Linked DNA regions of Mus musculus: region 1 is linked to region 2. A link is a contact called in public Hi-C data. All regions are on one chromosome and are shown on one strand. The core of a region is the stretch at or near the end of the contact, and the rest is flanking DNA. Distances in the headings are between cores, read along the strand shown.

The links. A called contact is a pair of places that touch in the nucleus more often than the background predicts.
Region 1: a Hi-C map of cortical neurons shows a contact between it and region 2, with 2.3 times the contacts expected there. The contact joins two enhancer-like sites. A contact is called at or near these places in 3 of 39 promoter capture datasets (HPC-7-derived erythroid cells, cranial neural crest and second pharyngeal arch cranial neural crest), 1 of 15 datasets of contacts at CTCF or cohesin (stem cell-derived epiblast-like cells), 22 of 484 Hi-C or Micro-C datasets (the C3H10T1/2 cell line, DN3 thymocytes, the G1E-ER4 cell line and 12 more), 14 of 115 datasets of contacts at active chromatin or transcription factors (the HPC-7 cell line, astrocytes, craniofacial prominence and 9 more) and 3 of 9 other capture datasets (adipose tissue, liver and pancreatic islet).

Annotation. Positions count from the first base shown.
Region 1 is chr17:28,040,168-28,047,698 of GRCm38.p6, forward strand. It overlaps Anks1 (ankyrin repeat and SAM domain containing 1), which reads left to right. Exons shown (of 25, transcript NM_181413.4): 14 at 2,403-2,509. Among named protein-coding and RNA genes, the nearest start is that of Gm35290, 37 kb to the left of the region's middle. Within about 2 kb of position 2,289, at least 69 of the 459 cell types and tissues checked have an H3K27ac peak or open chromatin away from gene starts, as enhancers often do. A contact at or near this core is called in cortical neurons, where this site is marked.
Region 2 is chr17:27,919,113-27,926,340 of GRCm38.p6, forward strand. All of the region lies in intron 1 of Anks1 (ankyrin repeat and SAM domain containing 1), which reads left to right. Among named protein-coding and RNA genes, the nearest start is that of Anks1, 13 kb to the left of the region's middle. Within about 2 kb of position 3,424, at least 15 of the 459 cell types and tissues checked have an H3K27ac peak or open chromatin away from gene starts, as enhancers often do. A contact at or near this core is called in cortical neurons, where this site is marked.

The DNA.
Region 1 (7,531 bases), core at 1,039-3,538, 120 kb after region 2:
GGGGCCTAGACTCTTGACACCTTCCCTGTGTGTGACCTGTTGAAATGCAGATGCCTCCCACAACATTTTTATGGGTGGCATGTGGTTCTTGTGTGCCTCTGACCTTGGCTGTCCCTAGCTGGCTGGACTGTAGTAGGTCAGGGCTCCCCTTGGCTCCCCCTTGCCCAGTGTCCTGCTCTAGATGTATGCTTCTCCCCTGGGTATGGAGCATCAGGTACAATAGTCTTGTCTTGCTATTTTGTGCTGAATAGGACAGCGCTTCCTAAAGTGGCAAGTGGGGGCTGTGATGCCCCTTGGTCTTTTCCCCTGGCTCTCCTCAAAACTACAAGGCCAAGTTACAGACACAGTTCGCCTGTGCCCTCCCTGTCAGAGGCGCCCAGCCCAGCCCTGAGCTTGAGATGCTGCTGCTGCCGCCCTTAGTGCCTGTGTCTGTGTCGCCAGCATCACTCCGGGAAACCTGTCAGCTCGTTCTGCCTCCCCCAAGGCGGCAGCAGCTTCTGCTCCAATGTCCGATGTCCGATCCCTGATGTATTCTCCTGAGCGTGGAAGGGGGAAGGGTGGGAGGGGACGAGGGGGAGGGCTAGACAGGAGAGTGAGCAAGGACGGTGGAGCCCCAGAGCCTTCAGACAAAGCCTTCTGCCGCGGCTCTGTGAGGGAGCACATCAGCGGCGGCAGCAGACTGGACCGCAGCTGTGCAGCCCTGGGATTACAGCAGGAATGAATCAGCAGCCGGGGCTCCTGGCTCACCAGCATTCGAGAGCCTGCTGCCTAGGTTCCTGGAGCTGACTTTCCATTCAAGGGCAAGTCCAGGAGCCCCCAGGCTTGGCGTTTCTGCTACAGCCCGCATCCAGAGACTGCCGGGTCACCATCCACCGTCTGTTTTGTGGAGGACAGGAGAGGAACAGAGGCTGCCACAGTTGGTTAGCAGGGTCCCCAAGACAAGCAAGTTGGCATTGCCCTGCCTTGAAGGGCAGAGACCGCCAGTGACAGCTGGATGACTTTCACCATCAAAGAAGAGTTCCTGGAGGTGATGTCTGTAGTTGGCTCTAATTTCTCCCACCTTGCACCTCTCTTGTCTCCTCCTCCTTGCCCTCCTCTTACCTGTCCGTGCTACAAGAACTAAAGAAGTCAGGTGGGTGTGAAGGCATACAGCTGAACACCTGAGGGCTGCCGGGAGGGAGGGACGGACATCTGCCCTCGTGCACTGCCTCGGTCCAGCCCTGACTGAAGAGCTGAGTGAGAAGACCTTCTCCATTCCTGTGCATCAGTAGAGACCAGAGACCCTGGGAAGAAAGCTGTGTGTGTTTGTGTGTGTGTGTGTGCGTGTGCGTGTCGCTCAGCCAGAGAGCAGCACACTGAATAGACACTGCCGCCTCCTGATGACAAGTGCCTCTTTCTTCTGTCTGCCTGGTTTTGTCTTCTTTGACCAAGAACTGAACAGCCCGACCGCTGCCCCCTAAGCAGGCAGGCAGGTCATAGGAACCACCACGGAAGACAGGGAGCATGAACGCCACGCTCCTGGATGCCAGCCCAGGCCAGGAAGGCAGCAGCGCCTCAGCCCAGGGGGCACCCCACTTGCCAGCCTCCAGAGGCTATCTGTAGATGAGCCCTGGTCGGCCGGCCACTGACCCAGCAGAGCCATCCCTGAGCCTGGTTCCCACACTCCAGCCCACCCGGCTGTCCTGAGCTGGGAGCACGTGGAGCTCGGGGCCATGGTTTGCTTATTCCGGGACTGCTGGGGGAAAACAAGTAAAAGACCCTTCTCTGCCCCCGCCGTTCTGCGTGCTGCTTGCGTTGCATGTGCTGGGTCCCCATGAGCGCCGCCGCTTCCTTCCCAGAGCCCTCGCTGTGTGCCTGTGTCCCTCTGCTGCATGAAGACTCGCGTTGTCTCCTGACTGGTCTCTGCTGCAAGGTCGCAGAACTAGCCCCTCGCCACAGCCCCACGGCAGCTCCAGAAGTTGCATGGATGGGAGGAGCAGCCAGGCTGGCGGGCACTTAGAGCTCTGGTGTTCCCTTCTAGTGCCTGTGGGGACAGACTTTCTGCCATGCCTCTGTGTGGACGTTGAGGAGTTGACCCAGAGACCACTGGGGGTTGGCTCCCCTGACCCTGGGCTGTGATCGTGCATGTACAGCCTCGGCCCCGGCCCCGGCCAGCTCCTACCGTGGGGTGTGTGTGGGCAGCAGCCACCCGAGTTGGCTCACATCCAGCGCTAGGCAGCTCCGTCCCTGCCTGTACAGAGAAGAAAAGCCGAGAGCCTGCTCTCTGCTCTCTTGTACATAGTCTGACTGCCTCATGGTAATGACTATGATGTGGCAGTGCCACCTGTCTTCCTCTGAGTGCCGCTGCTACCGCCTTAACGGGTTCTCCCTTTTCAAGCGTCTGCCGATTCCTCTCTCGTCAGGTTCTCGGACGCTGGAGCAGAGCGTCGGGGAGTGGCTGGAGTCGATTGGCCTGCAGCAGTACGAGAGCAAGCTGCTGCTGAACGGCTTTGATGATGTCCGCTTCCTGGTGAGTACGTCAGATGTGCTGGCCCAGGCTGGTGCTGCTTGCTGGAAGCTGGCCCACCCAGCTGGAGTGTGAAAGAGGACATAAGCCACAGAGGAGAACCATAGGGGCCGTGGGCACCCGGAAGTCAGCTGGGTAACTGAAGCTAACTTTGCCGACTGTCCTGGCCCTACTACCTGTGGCCCAAGTGCCACTCAGTGGGAGCACTCTTGGAATCCCTAACTCAGACCCCAGCCCCAGCCCTGTTTCTTAGACTGGATGCTGGTGTGCTATGTGCTGAGGTACCCTGGCTAGCAGCTTTGGTGGGCAGGGCAGCCAGGCACCCCATGACCCATCTCAGTTGGATGCCAGGAGTTCCCTTACTTTCCAGAATGTTGCTGTTGTCACTGTAGCAAAGGTTTCCTCCTGCCCCTCCAAGCAGAGGAAACCAGAGAGCCTCACATGTGCCTGGCCTCAGAGCTGACCAGAGGAGGGCTGAGTGGTGGCTTGGTTGCTTTTCTGAGGTTCATCCTGCACTCACAGGGAGTACAAGAGGTCAAAGGGAAAGCCGGCGTCTCACCCCTGCTCTCTGAGCAGCTGGGACTCAGCTTAAACCCTGCTCTCAGGAGCCAGTGGCCCCATTGTCATCCGTCTCCAAGAAGCCTTGCCCAGTGCGTCCTAGTGAGCCATTCAAGGCAGTGCCTGAGCTAAGTCATGCTCAGGAGCGGGCCATTCGATGTCACAGCAGTAGCTGTGACAGCTCACATCCTTCCTGTGAGCTGGGTACCAATCTCAGCAGTTGATAATATCTGAGCTCTGTGCTGGTGTCTCTCCCTGTTTCCCACATGAAAGCAGAGGCTATGTGGTTTGCTCAGGGTCACACTGATGGTGATTGGTAGGGTGGAATTGTGCACTTGGGAGGCACAAGGCAAAAGGTCACTCTCTGAACACTGTCATTTATATGCTATGCATCTTGGTAAGGCGGACAGACCCATCTGCTCCGTTCCCCCATTTTCTGGGAGGCCTGTCTCCTCCTCTCCTAGTCCTGGGGGTTTCAGACTGTAACCTTGAAGCAGAGCTCTCTCTCACTTGTGCCCACTTGTCCTGACCTCGTGTGAAGGGCCTTGTTTGTAGAGCTGGCACAGAGTCCCAGCCTACCGTCCATTCAGTAGGATGAGTGAGTTTATTCCATTAGAGTAGGGTTTGGTGTCTTGGGGCGAGGGGGCATCCTGTTTGTGACTTCCAGGAAAGGTCCAATGGAGAGTGCTTTAAGTAAGCCATCCTGTTCCTGGGCAAGTCTGCAATAAGCTACCCTCTCATGGCTAGGTTGGGGGCTGTTCTTTTTCAGATTGTAAAAGTCTACAGTTTTAAAATAGCAACTTGTTTTTTTTTCCTTTTTAAAAATTAAGCTACATGGGTGCTTATGGTTCCTGGAACCTTACTTCTGACTCACCATGCTCTTTAGGGGAGGATCATGAACTAGGAAGGAGGAGGGTTCAGTTAGTGGGGAGGACAGCTGGCTCTGGGATCTTGGTCTTCTAAGTACCCTTTGCCATGTGGCTGGCAAGATCTGCCGAATTTTTCCTGTGTTTCAGTCCCTCAGGGGCTAAGCCCAAATCATCATAGCACAGCTCTCCTAAATCTGGAAAGGGTTAGCTCTCCAGTCCTTGAACAGCCTCAGGATTCCCTAACCCAACCTGAGACCCAGACCAGATTGCAGCTAGATTTTTCGGGCAACCATGCCCCTGAACCAGATGCCCATGTAAGGCATCACCTTTCACCCTGATGACCAGCAGTGTGGTCCTTCAGGGCTTCTTTAGTCCTGGAGCATCCACAGAGGTATCCACCAGGGGTGAGCAGAGCACACCTGAGCTTAGTATGATGTTGCTTCAGGGCCTGGAGTGGCCTGAGTACCCAGCACAGCATCCTGGGAAACTGCATGTAAAGTGCCTAAGGATAAATTTTAGCAGGGGCTTCTTCCCGGTCCTGAAACACTCCTTCAGCACGTGGACCTGGCATGGATCATCCAGTTTGGTTCACCGTAGAGGGTGAAGGTTTCACCTGGTGCTTAGAGTCCCTAGAGATATATCTACTAGATACAAAGTAGCTCCAATAAAGGGCCCTGAAGATGTTTCTATCAGATACACAGTAGCTCCAGGAAGCCCAGATCCAGATATGTTGGAAACATCTGGAAACATGTTCACAGACAAGGAGCTCCTGTGGAGTTTCACAGCATTGTAGAAGTTCTGTGTATGGCTAAGGGAGCTTTCCAGAACCATCTGCCCTTCAGATGTCTTCGGGGACAGAGGACCCAATGCTCTGGCTGCCATGATGCTCATATTTACATTGGGCCCTGCACCTTCTGTCTGCTGCTCTCAGGATCACCTTTGGGGCCACACACAACACTTATGCTCTGTTGAGGTCTATATTGGCCTCACAGGTCTCTGTTGTCCGGGTCCACTGCTTTTTTTTTTTTTTTTTTGAAGGGGGGGGTGTTCCAGTGCTCTTAATCCTGACTATCCCCACAGTGATGTAATGATGAATTCAGGCAACCAAACCTTGTAGCTTAAACTTCTTCTACACCCTCTTGCCTGTAGGCAGAAAGAACGGGTCAGGTCAGGGCTGTGAGGGCTAGCATGAGCTCCCTGTGCTAATGGGGCCTAATGGGCGGCCGAACCCTAGCACCAGGAAAGCAGGCAAGGGAGTGTGGCTGTCCTGCCAGCCAGCAGCGCCTGATGGCTCATGCCTGCCTCTTGGTCTATTCCTCTTCACCACAGACCATGGCCACAGGAAGTGGGCATTCTGGGGACTAAGGAGCAAATGCATGCTGAGAAGGAGGTAACTGATGGAGGGCTGGTACACCTGTGCCTTCAAGCAGGCAATCTCTTGACAGCCTCGTGGACGTGTTGGTGGCAGAATGATGGTGGCCCTGAGGTCAGAGGGTTGTGATAGACGTGAAAAAGTCATGTAGTGAGATAATTCCTAATGTGGGGAATGTTCATGTGGGGCTGGTGAGGAGCACATAAGCATGAATGCGTGACCCCACTGTCACTTGGTACATGGCTTCCTGTCTGCTTCTGCAGTTGTAGGTCTTCCTATAGGAGAAGGCTGTAGGTTACCGATGTCCTTCATGGCTTTCAGTACAGCGAGGCCAGGAGCTTGCTCTTTATCACTTTCCATCAGACCAAACCCCCAGGCCCCTAAGGTGTCCCACCCAATTCCCAGACCTGTTCCCCTTCAGCCCCATTAGCCATTCTATTCGACGCATGGCCTAGAGTCTTGGATCTCCTGCCATGGCTTCTGTGCTCCCATGGCCCCTGGCTTGGGGCTTTGTCCCTCCCTGTTACCTCTGTCTGTTGCTGGTCCTAGGAGCATGGCCAGCCTAAGCAGAGCTGCTGCCTGGTCGCCCTGCAGCACCCAGCTTCTCCTCCTGCCTCAGCCGCCTGTCTCCGCACAACACTCTGTGAGCCAACTGCTGGGCTGGCATTTTCTGTCTAGTTGATATAGGACCCAAAGCAGGAGGGTGGGTGGAGCTGAGGCATAGGCAGGAGGGTTCTCAGAGAAGCCTGTGCCCTGCCTTCTGGGCTGGTCAGTCTTGTTCCCCGAGAGCCAGACTTCTCAGGGTACTGACAGCCACAGGGGTGCTCTAGATCTGTGATCCAGCCATACACCCTCCAAAAGGCTGGTGTGGGGATTGTAGGGTGTCTGTCTGCTCTGCAGCCTGGCCTGTGGAGGCTAAGGCTCATGGCATCAGTGTGTGAAAGCACTGTGGTCACCATGACATAGGCAGGGAAAGCTTGGGAGAAAAGTCATAGTTCCGCTTAGTACTAAGAGCTCAGATGAGGACAGTATGTCATAGGTCCTTCCCAGCAGCTTCAGATGGAGCAGGCCTCTCTCTCCATCCTCCCATTGGAGCATTGGTTACCGATGTCCTTCATGGTCCCACGCATTCACGTACACTCCAAATGGAGCATCCTGACATCACCTTACCTGGAGTGCAGCTGCCACTGCATGGGCACTGAGAGGCAGTAGGCGGTGTGCACCCTTCCTCCAGAGCAGAGTGGCAGCCGGGCATCCATCCACAGGGCTGACCTGCTTTTACCTGCAGTGTCCAAAGACACGAGAGGCTTTGAAACCAATCCCTTCGACTCTCGAGTGAACAAGGCCCGCCAAACTGCAAATGTGTAGCCCAGGCTAACCTTGAACTCCCAATCCTCTTGCCTCTGTCTCCCAAGTGGTAGGATTACATATGCACACCACCATGCCCAGCTTGTGTTAGGCAAGGTCTCATGCTAGCCCAGGCTGACCTGGAACACTCAGCCTCCTGAGTGCTGGGTTGCAGATGTGAGCCACCACAACCAGCTTCCATGTTACTTTTTAAAATCATTATTACATTGCATTTCCCCTTGTGTCTTTGTACACGCTTGCTTGTATTTGTGTGTGCATATGCACATGTGTACAGATCAGAGAACACCTCTAGGGAGCTGGTTTTTTTCCCCTTCTACCATATGGTCCTGGGGATTGAGTCAGGCTGCCAGGCTTGCAAACAAACAGCTTTACTCACAGACATTGCCAGACATCATCAGGCATGTGGTAGCACACTTCCTTAATCCCAGCACTGTGGAGGCAGAAGCAGGTGGGATTCCGTGAGTTCTACGTCAGCTTATCTTTGGGCCAACCCATAGTGAGCATAGTGAGTTCCCGTCTCAAAAACAGAACCACACAAAATAACAGCAACAGCGATTAATTCTGAAAAACTTACCCTGTCTTGAAGCCAAAGGCAAAGGAAGATGCTGGTGTACCCCACCCAGGGACCGGGCAAGCAGGTGACGACCTTCACACTTTGTGCCTCCTTCACTTCAAAATGTTCTGGAATAAGCCTGTGTCAATTTTGAACTCAGGAAAACATTTTCCTAGTGTGGAGTGGGCAGCACTAAGTGAACGCCAGCCACACCGAGAGACAGAAGTGGCAGAGGAGAGGCACTCCCTGCTCTGGTCTTTCTGTTAGGGCTCTAGTGAACACTGACACTCAGCCCTGGCGTGAGT
Region 2 (7,228 bases), core at 2,174-4,673:
TTCAGTCTGCATTTTTTAATTTATTTATAGTTTGCTTGTTTGTTTGTTTGTTTATTCTTCGAAGCAGGGTTTCTCTGTATAACCCTGGCTGTCCTGGAACAAACTGTAGACCAGGTGGGCCTTGAACTCAGAGATCCACCTGCTTCTGCCTCCTGAGTGCAGGGATTAAAGGTGTGCGCCACCCCACATATCATTGCACATATTTATGAGGGGCAGTCTGACGTTTCAGTACATACTCTGTACTGATGCCATTTGTGGGTCAGTTTTGTGCTGGCCTTGCTAGCTATTTTTAAATACTTGGTGGTTGTCACCAAGTTGTCCCTAGATATGGGCTTTGTCTGCACTCGTGCTTATAATGTTTCTAAACTCAGTGGACGGGATATAGACTGAGTAAACTCAGTAGATGGGAGATGTAGACTGAGTAAACTCAGTGGATAGGAGATGTAGACTGAGTAAACTCAGTGGATAGGAGATGTAGACTGAGTAAACTCAGTGGATGGGAGATGTAGACTGAGTAGTCAGCCGTTGCCAGAATCATAACTACGGAACTGAAATTAGGACTGCTTACAAAATAATTCTGAATGGTGTCTTTATGCAAACAGACAAACATAGAATTTTAAATTTTTTAAAGTATTTACTTATTCGTATGTGTGTGTTTGTGTGTGTGTGTGTAGGCCAGAGGAAATTTGTTGTGTTGTTGTTGTTCTTTTGAGACAGGGTCTACCTGTGTAGCTCTGCCTGTCCTAGAACTTGCTATGTAAAAAAAGCTGTCCTTGACCTCACAGAGATCCACCTGCCTATGCCTCCTGAGTGGCAGGATTTAAGTTGTTTTTTTTGTTGTTGTTGTTGTTTTGTTTTGTTTTGTTTTGTTTTTTCGAGACAGGGTTTCTCTGTGTAGCCCTGGCTGTCCTGGAACTCACTTTGTAGACCAGGCTGGCCTCGAACTCAGAAATCCACCTGCCTCTGCCTCACAAGTGCTGGGATTAAAGGTGTGCACCACCACCGCCCGGCAGGATTTAAGTTGTGTGCCACCGTGCCCAACTCAAAGAACAGCTTGTAAGAGCAGCTTTCCTGCCACCATGTATAACCCAGAAATAGAACTTTGGTCACCAGGCTTGTGCTTGACATCAGGCGCCTTTATGCTAAGACATAGCTGCCACTCAGCTGTGAGGAGGGATGGGAGTGTAGCTCTGGGACAGATGCTGGCCTAGCATGCCTGAGGCTGAGGGTTCAAGTCCTGGTCCCACTCTCGCCCCAAATCAAAATTACTTAAAATGCAAGTTGTTCCTCTTATGTGTGAGAAGGTGGGCAAAGTGGTAGTGCTGAGGCGCCAGGTGACCAGAGGACAGCTTAGCTCATTAGAGAGGACACTCTGAGGATGGATGCCTAACAGTCTCGTTCTTCTGCATGGACAGACGTTGATCGACCCCTTTCCCTGTGCAAACAGTCACTGCAGTTTCCTCTCCTGTCTCCTTTAGACAGGGTCTGTTTCTCAAGTCACTTCTTTTATAAATTAAAGTTGAGACCTAGTTATAAAAAGTCATACAGTGGACAGGCTTACAGAACTGGTCAGCTCGGGCCCCTTACCTGAGTAGGTGGAAGGCTCTTAGCCAACCCAGCTTCTCTTTGCATCTTTGCTTTTGTTGAGAGATGGCCTGGCCTGGAACTTGCTTTGCAGCTTAGAAGGACTTTGAACTGCTCCCCCTGCCTCCCCTGAATGCTGGGACACAGCTGTGCACTACTACTCACACACTCGCAGCCTTAACGCTCTGCTTGGCCTGGAGAGGAGCCCAGGCCTGGCTTTGTCCCCAGCCATCACTGTCAGTGTCCCTGGGTCCATCCTGAAGAAAGCTGTGTGTGCTGACTCCTATTCTCACTGGGCTGGTGGCAGCGCACCCTCTGGGTGGCCTTCTTTCTGATCAGCCTTCCTGCAAAGCCAGGCCTATCCTGTAGTGTGTATGGTTGTTAGTGCTCCTGAACACTGTAGGTAGCTGTGCCAACAGGTGGGTGTGAACATGTGTATGTGGTCACCTGTGCACTCTGTATACTTCCTCTGTATCCCTGTGTTCTGCTCACCTTTAGAGCTCAGTAGTTGTTTGCACTTTACAGATGAAAAGAGAAGACTAAGAGGAGGTTAGAATTCCAGCCCAGGGCCACATGGGAGAGGGTGGAGCCAGGAGTCCTGCAATTTCCAAACTCTGGATGCCAGCACCTGTTGGAACACTTGGAGAACTCATAAAGGTTTTAATTTCCTACAGTAGTTGCTTTTACAAAACGTACTCTGTGCCATATATTTCATCAACAGTAATTCATTTTATCTCTATGATGGCTCTTTGGGTGAGGACGTGTGCAGTACACTGCAGGAAGCAAGCTGAGGGGAAGTGTGGGTCCTGGTTCTGAACCCAGCTTGACCAGCTCAGCGTACTTGCTTAGTTACTGAGCAACTGGGAGTTCCGTCTTTTTCCCAAGCCTGGAACACAGAATCCCCTTGGAGCCCTTCGATTTCATAGAATTAGGTCAGCTCATTTCTAATCGTTGGCTGTTTCTCTGGAATATAGGAAAGTTGGATGAAGAGACCTCTGCAAGCATGCACCAGCTAACGTCTCGGAGCATGTGAGAGATGAAGCTCATGAAGAGGGAGAGGCCTCTCATGCGCCCCTCAGGAAAGTTTTCCCTTCCTCAAGACAGGTTCATGGAATCATGGGCTTTACCTGTGAGAAACGACAGGCGCTTCTGTGAGGTGTGGGTGCTGAAGACTTGGAAGAGTGAACAGCCGTGGTCACGCTGAGTGTGAGGCTGAGAGTCTGAACAACAGAGAAGCTGGAGGGCTGTGTGCAGATGTGTGATACGTGTGTGTACGCACACTGCTGTGTGCTTGTGTGCAGCTGTTGCCTTCAGCTCTCCCTTTTCAGAGCTCACCCACCCTCCTTAATGCTTTACAACTGGATCTTGCCTTCTCAAATAATAATTAGTTGGTCCAGAAAATGATTTTCGGAGACTCTTATCTGCCTGGGTCAAATGACTATGGCTAATAGTTGAAGCCTGGAGTGGTGAGATGGGAAATGTGGTTTTCCATGATATCCCTTGTGTTTTAATCTTTAATTCTTCAATGAGATCGTCGGTGTCCATCTTACTGATGACATTCAGAGAGGCCAAGAACTGTGCCTAGGGTTGCAGCCCTCCTCCCCACACAGTCTTTAGCGGCTGCTGTGTGGTGCTCATGGCTCCTGGAACAGACTGCCTCAGTGGCTGTGAAGCAGCCCCTGGGCCCTGTGTGACGAGCAGTCGTGGGACGCACTATTACTTTACCTAGCAATAAGAACAGCTCAGATATGGAAATTGGCAGAGTGTCTGGATTTATCACTTGTAATCTGTCGCTTTCTCCATAATTGTCCATAGAAGTCCCAGCTGGAGACTCATTTCCCAGCTAGTCGCTCTTCAGCTGTTCATTTTGCCATCGTTATCAGACACAGTGCAGATTTTCAAACGGTTTTTAAGTAAACAGCTCAGTATTTATGGCTTTGCTTTCTGGTTAGCAGTTTTCTCTTTTAGAGCGTGTAAGGAAGCCCCAGGGTTTGCTCTCAGATAGGCTCTTACTGGTCAGCCTTTGCTGACCCTCCCATACCTTACTGTCAGTCTCCCCAGAGCTGGATTGCAGGTGTGTATAGTGTGTAGCTAGGAGGATTGTGTGTGTGTGTGTTGCACAGCGCTGAGACAGGGTCTCACTATGTACTCTAACTCAAAAACAGCCTGGTTTTATTACTCTTTTGTATCTGTGTTTGTGTGTGAGAGAAAGACAGACAGACTGACAGGTACATGTGCATCGTGCGCGCGCGCGCGCGCACACACACACACACACACACACACACACACACTATGTAGTTTATCCTGACCATGAACTGGCTGTATGTTGTAGTGCAGGCTGGTCTTGAACTTGTAATCATTCTGCCTCGGCCTCCCGAGGGCCAGGAGTGCGGTTATGTGCCCTTACACCCTGGTGATGTAGGCCCTCGATTCTGTAGTTCAATAACAGAGAACATCTGTGGTCCAAATCCTTAGCTGAGTCTCATTCTATTGTCAGACACTTACAAAGACATGAGATTATGAGCAGCGTTTCACAGTCTTTAAACATGTCTTGTGATTTTCCAGAGGAGTACATGTGCAGTTCTGAGTTTGTCATGAGACTCAGGGAAGGGCATGGAGGAAGCAAACCCCAAGATGTTTCTGTGGGAAGATCATACAAACTAATTTCTTCTTTTTAAACATTATTATTGTGTGTGTATAATGCTGTATATGGATGTGCATGGCCCAATGCATATATGGAGGTCAGAGGACAACTTTGTGAAACCCATTTTTTTCTTCAATCCCCAGTCTTGTGTGTCAAGCATCTTTACCTCCAGACCAGTGGTTTTCAACCTTCCTAATGCTTCGGCCCTTTAATATAGTTCCTCAGGTAGTGACCGCCAATTATAAAATTATTTTGTTACTACTTCTTAACTGTTATGAATTGTAATGGAAATATCTGAGATGCAAAATGTCTGATATGTGTCCCCCATGAAAGGATAGTTCAGGTTGAGAACTACTACTCCAGACCCTGCTCAATGGCCCCAAACTGACTTCTTTAGTTTTTAATGCTTTATTCCAAAAATATTTTAAATTATATGTAGGTGTGTGTGTACACATGTGTGCAGCCGGTATGTGCATGTGAGTACAGGTGTTCTAGCAGGCCAGAGGCATCGGATCTCCTGGAGTTGTGAGTTCCCTGATGTAGGCGGTGGGAACTGAACTTGGTTCTCTGGAAGGAGCAGCATGCAGCTGAGCTAACTCTATAGCAAAGCCTGTTTTCATCTGACTGTTGGTGCTGTCCATTGGCTTTCGATGGACCTTTGTCACTCTGATTCTCAAAACCAAGGGAGGGGCACGGGAACTCTTCATGCTTCTTTCAAATGCTTTACAATTATACAAGTGTGATTGCATGTCTGTGATTCTAACACCCAGGAGGAGGATTGCTGAAAGGTTGGGACCAGCCTAAGCTCTAGAGTAAGAGCTGCCTCAAACACATGCAAAAAAAAAAAGCACTGACTGCCCTTCCAGAGGACCCAGGTTTGAGTCCCAGCATCCCATAGCAGCTCACAACTGCCTGTAACTTCAGTTCCAGGATATCTCCTTTTGATCTCTGAGGACCACGTGCATTCATGGCACACAGACGGACATGCAGGCAAAATAATGGCACATATAAAAAAGTCAATCTAAACAACAACAAAACAAAATACACAGAGTTGTACTGGCTGGTTTTACGTATCAACTTGACACAAGCTGGAGTCATCAGAGAGGAAGAAGTCTCAGTTGAGGAAATGCCTCCTTGAGATCCAGCTGTAGGGCACTTTCTCAACTAGTTATCATTGGGGTAGGTCCCAGCCCACTGTGGGAGGTGCCATCCCTGGGCTGGTATCTTGGGCTCTATAAGAAAGCAGGCTGAGCAAGCCAGTAAGCAACACCCTTCTGTGGCCTCTGCATCAGCTTCTGCCTCCAGGTTCCTGCAGTGTTTGACTTCCTGTCCTGATTTCTCAGTGATGGGACATTACCTGAAAGTGCAAGCTGAAATAAGCCCTTCCCTCCCCAAGTTGTTTTTTGGTCATGATGTTTCATTTCAGCGATAAAACCCTAAGACAAGTTGATACCAGGAATAGGGTTCGAACCCATGCAGAATCAAACAAACTGAGTTTGGATCTTGCCTTTACCACCTGCTAGTTAAAGATGCAATCAACTTTCTTCATTTTTGTCTTATTTCCATCATCTATAATAGAACTTCTTAGCCAGATGGCACACGTTATAATTCAAGGGCTTGGGAGGCGGAGGCTGCAGGGTCAGGAGTTCATGGTCATCTTTTGTTACACTGCCAATTTAAGGCCGGCCTGGGCTGCATGAGACCCTTTCTCTAAAGTAACCAAGGAAAGGAAAGAAGAGAGGAAAGAAGAAAGGGAAGGGAGAAAGGGAAGGGAGAGGAAAGGGAGGAAGGGAAGGAAAGGGAGAGCTCTCCTAAGAGGTTGCGTGATGCTTCAATGACGTAATCTTTGTAAACTCTTAAAGGTGGCTAGAACATAGCAGGCAGCTGAAGATTGTTAATATTTACACAGAGGAAATATTAACAATATTTCCTCCTGGGCGCCCAGCCATGGAGTTGTCAGTGTAAATGGTCAGTACTGAGGAGTGTGGAGGAGGAGGTGGCAGTCAGTCGAGGGTAGTCTGGAGCCCTTTCTCCACCATGCAGTGTTCCCTCCTGAAGTAGAGTTTGAACCCTGCTATTGTAGCATCCAGACAGCTGAGAAGATTAGATGGAGGAGGGAGGGGAGTTGTCAGGGTTAAAATGGAGAGGCTGGAATGGGACAGACAGATGAGTTGGCCGGCCAGCGCCATGATGCTCCTGCATGGTGAGTTGAGGAAGCTGCTGGCCGGCCAGTACAAGACAGTTCAGGCTTGAATGCTGGCCAGCCTCGGGGAGTGGAGACATAGGGAGAGCTGATGAATTAAAGTCGACCAGAGACCCATTTAGTCTCTGCAGGACTGGCAAGCTCTTTGGTCCCCTGTTGTTGGGAAAGATGCACTGCAGTCATCTAGTAACTTCCCTTTTCTCTTTATTACCTTGTAACTTTTTGAAGTAAGCCTTGGTCACTATATTAAGTAGAGAAGCTTTGCAGTGCTATTGCAACACTGTGAGGCACGTGCCATGTGTGTTGTTCTACACACTGTCATCCTGGGTATGCGTCTACAAACTTGTAACAGAAACACCAGGCTCAGCCGAGTCACTGCCTGCAGTGTGGGCTTGATGTCCACACAGGCCAGAGGAGGACATTGGATCCCCCAGAGGTAGAGTTACAGATGTTGTGAACCACGGTGTGAGATCGTGGAAAATGTGGGTCCTCTGGAAGAAGAGCCAGTGTGTTACACGGAGCCACTTCTCCAGCCCCACAACCCCTCTGGCTCAGGTGCAGCTCAGTGGTAGAGGACTTGGCCAATGTGCAAGATCCTAGGTTTGATGCCCAGTGCTGCAAAAGGAAAAGCAATGAGAATGCAATTGAGTACATGAGTCTTGCAGGAATAGATTTGTATGTTCTTACCCGTCAGTGCATCTGTGTAGGAGTATACTCCAGCACCACAGCCAGAGCGCCCCTCCCTGGGGTAGCTACTGTCCTGTCCTCTGGCACTGGGGAATCTCTAGAAACATGTC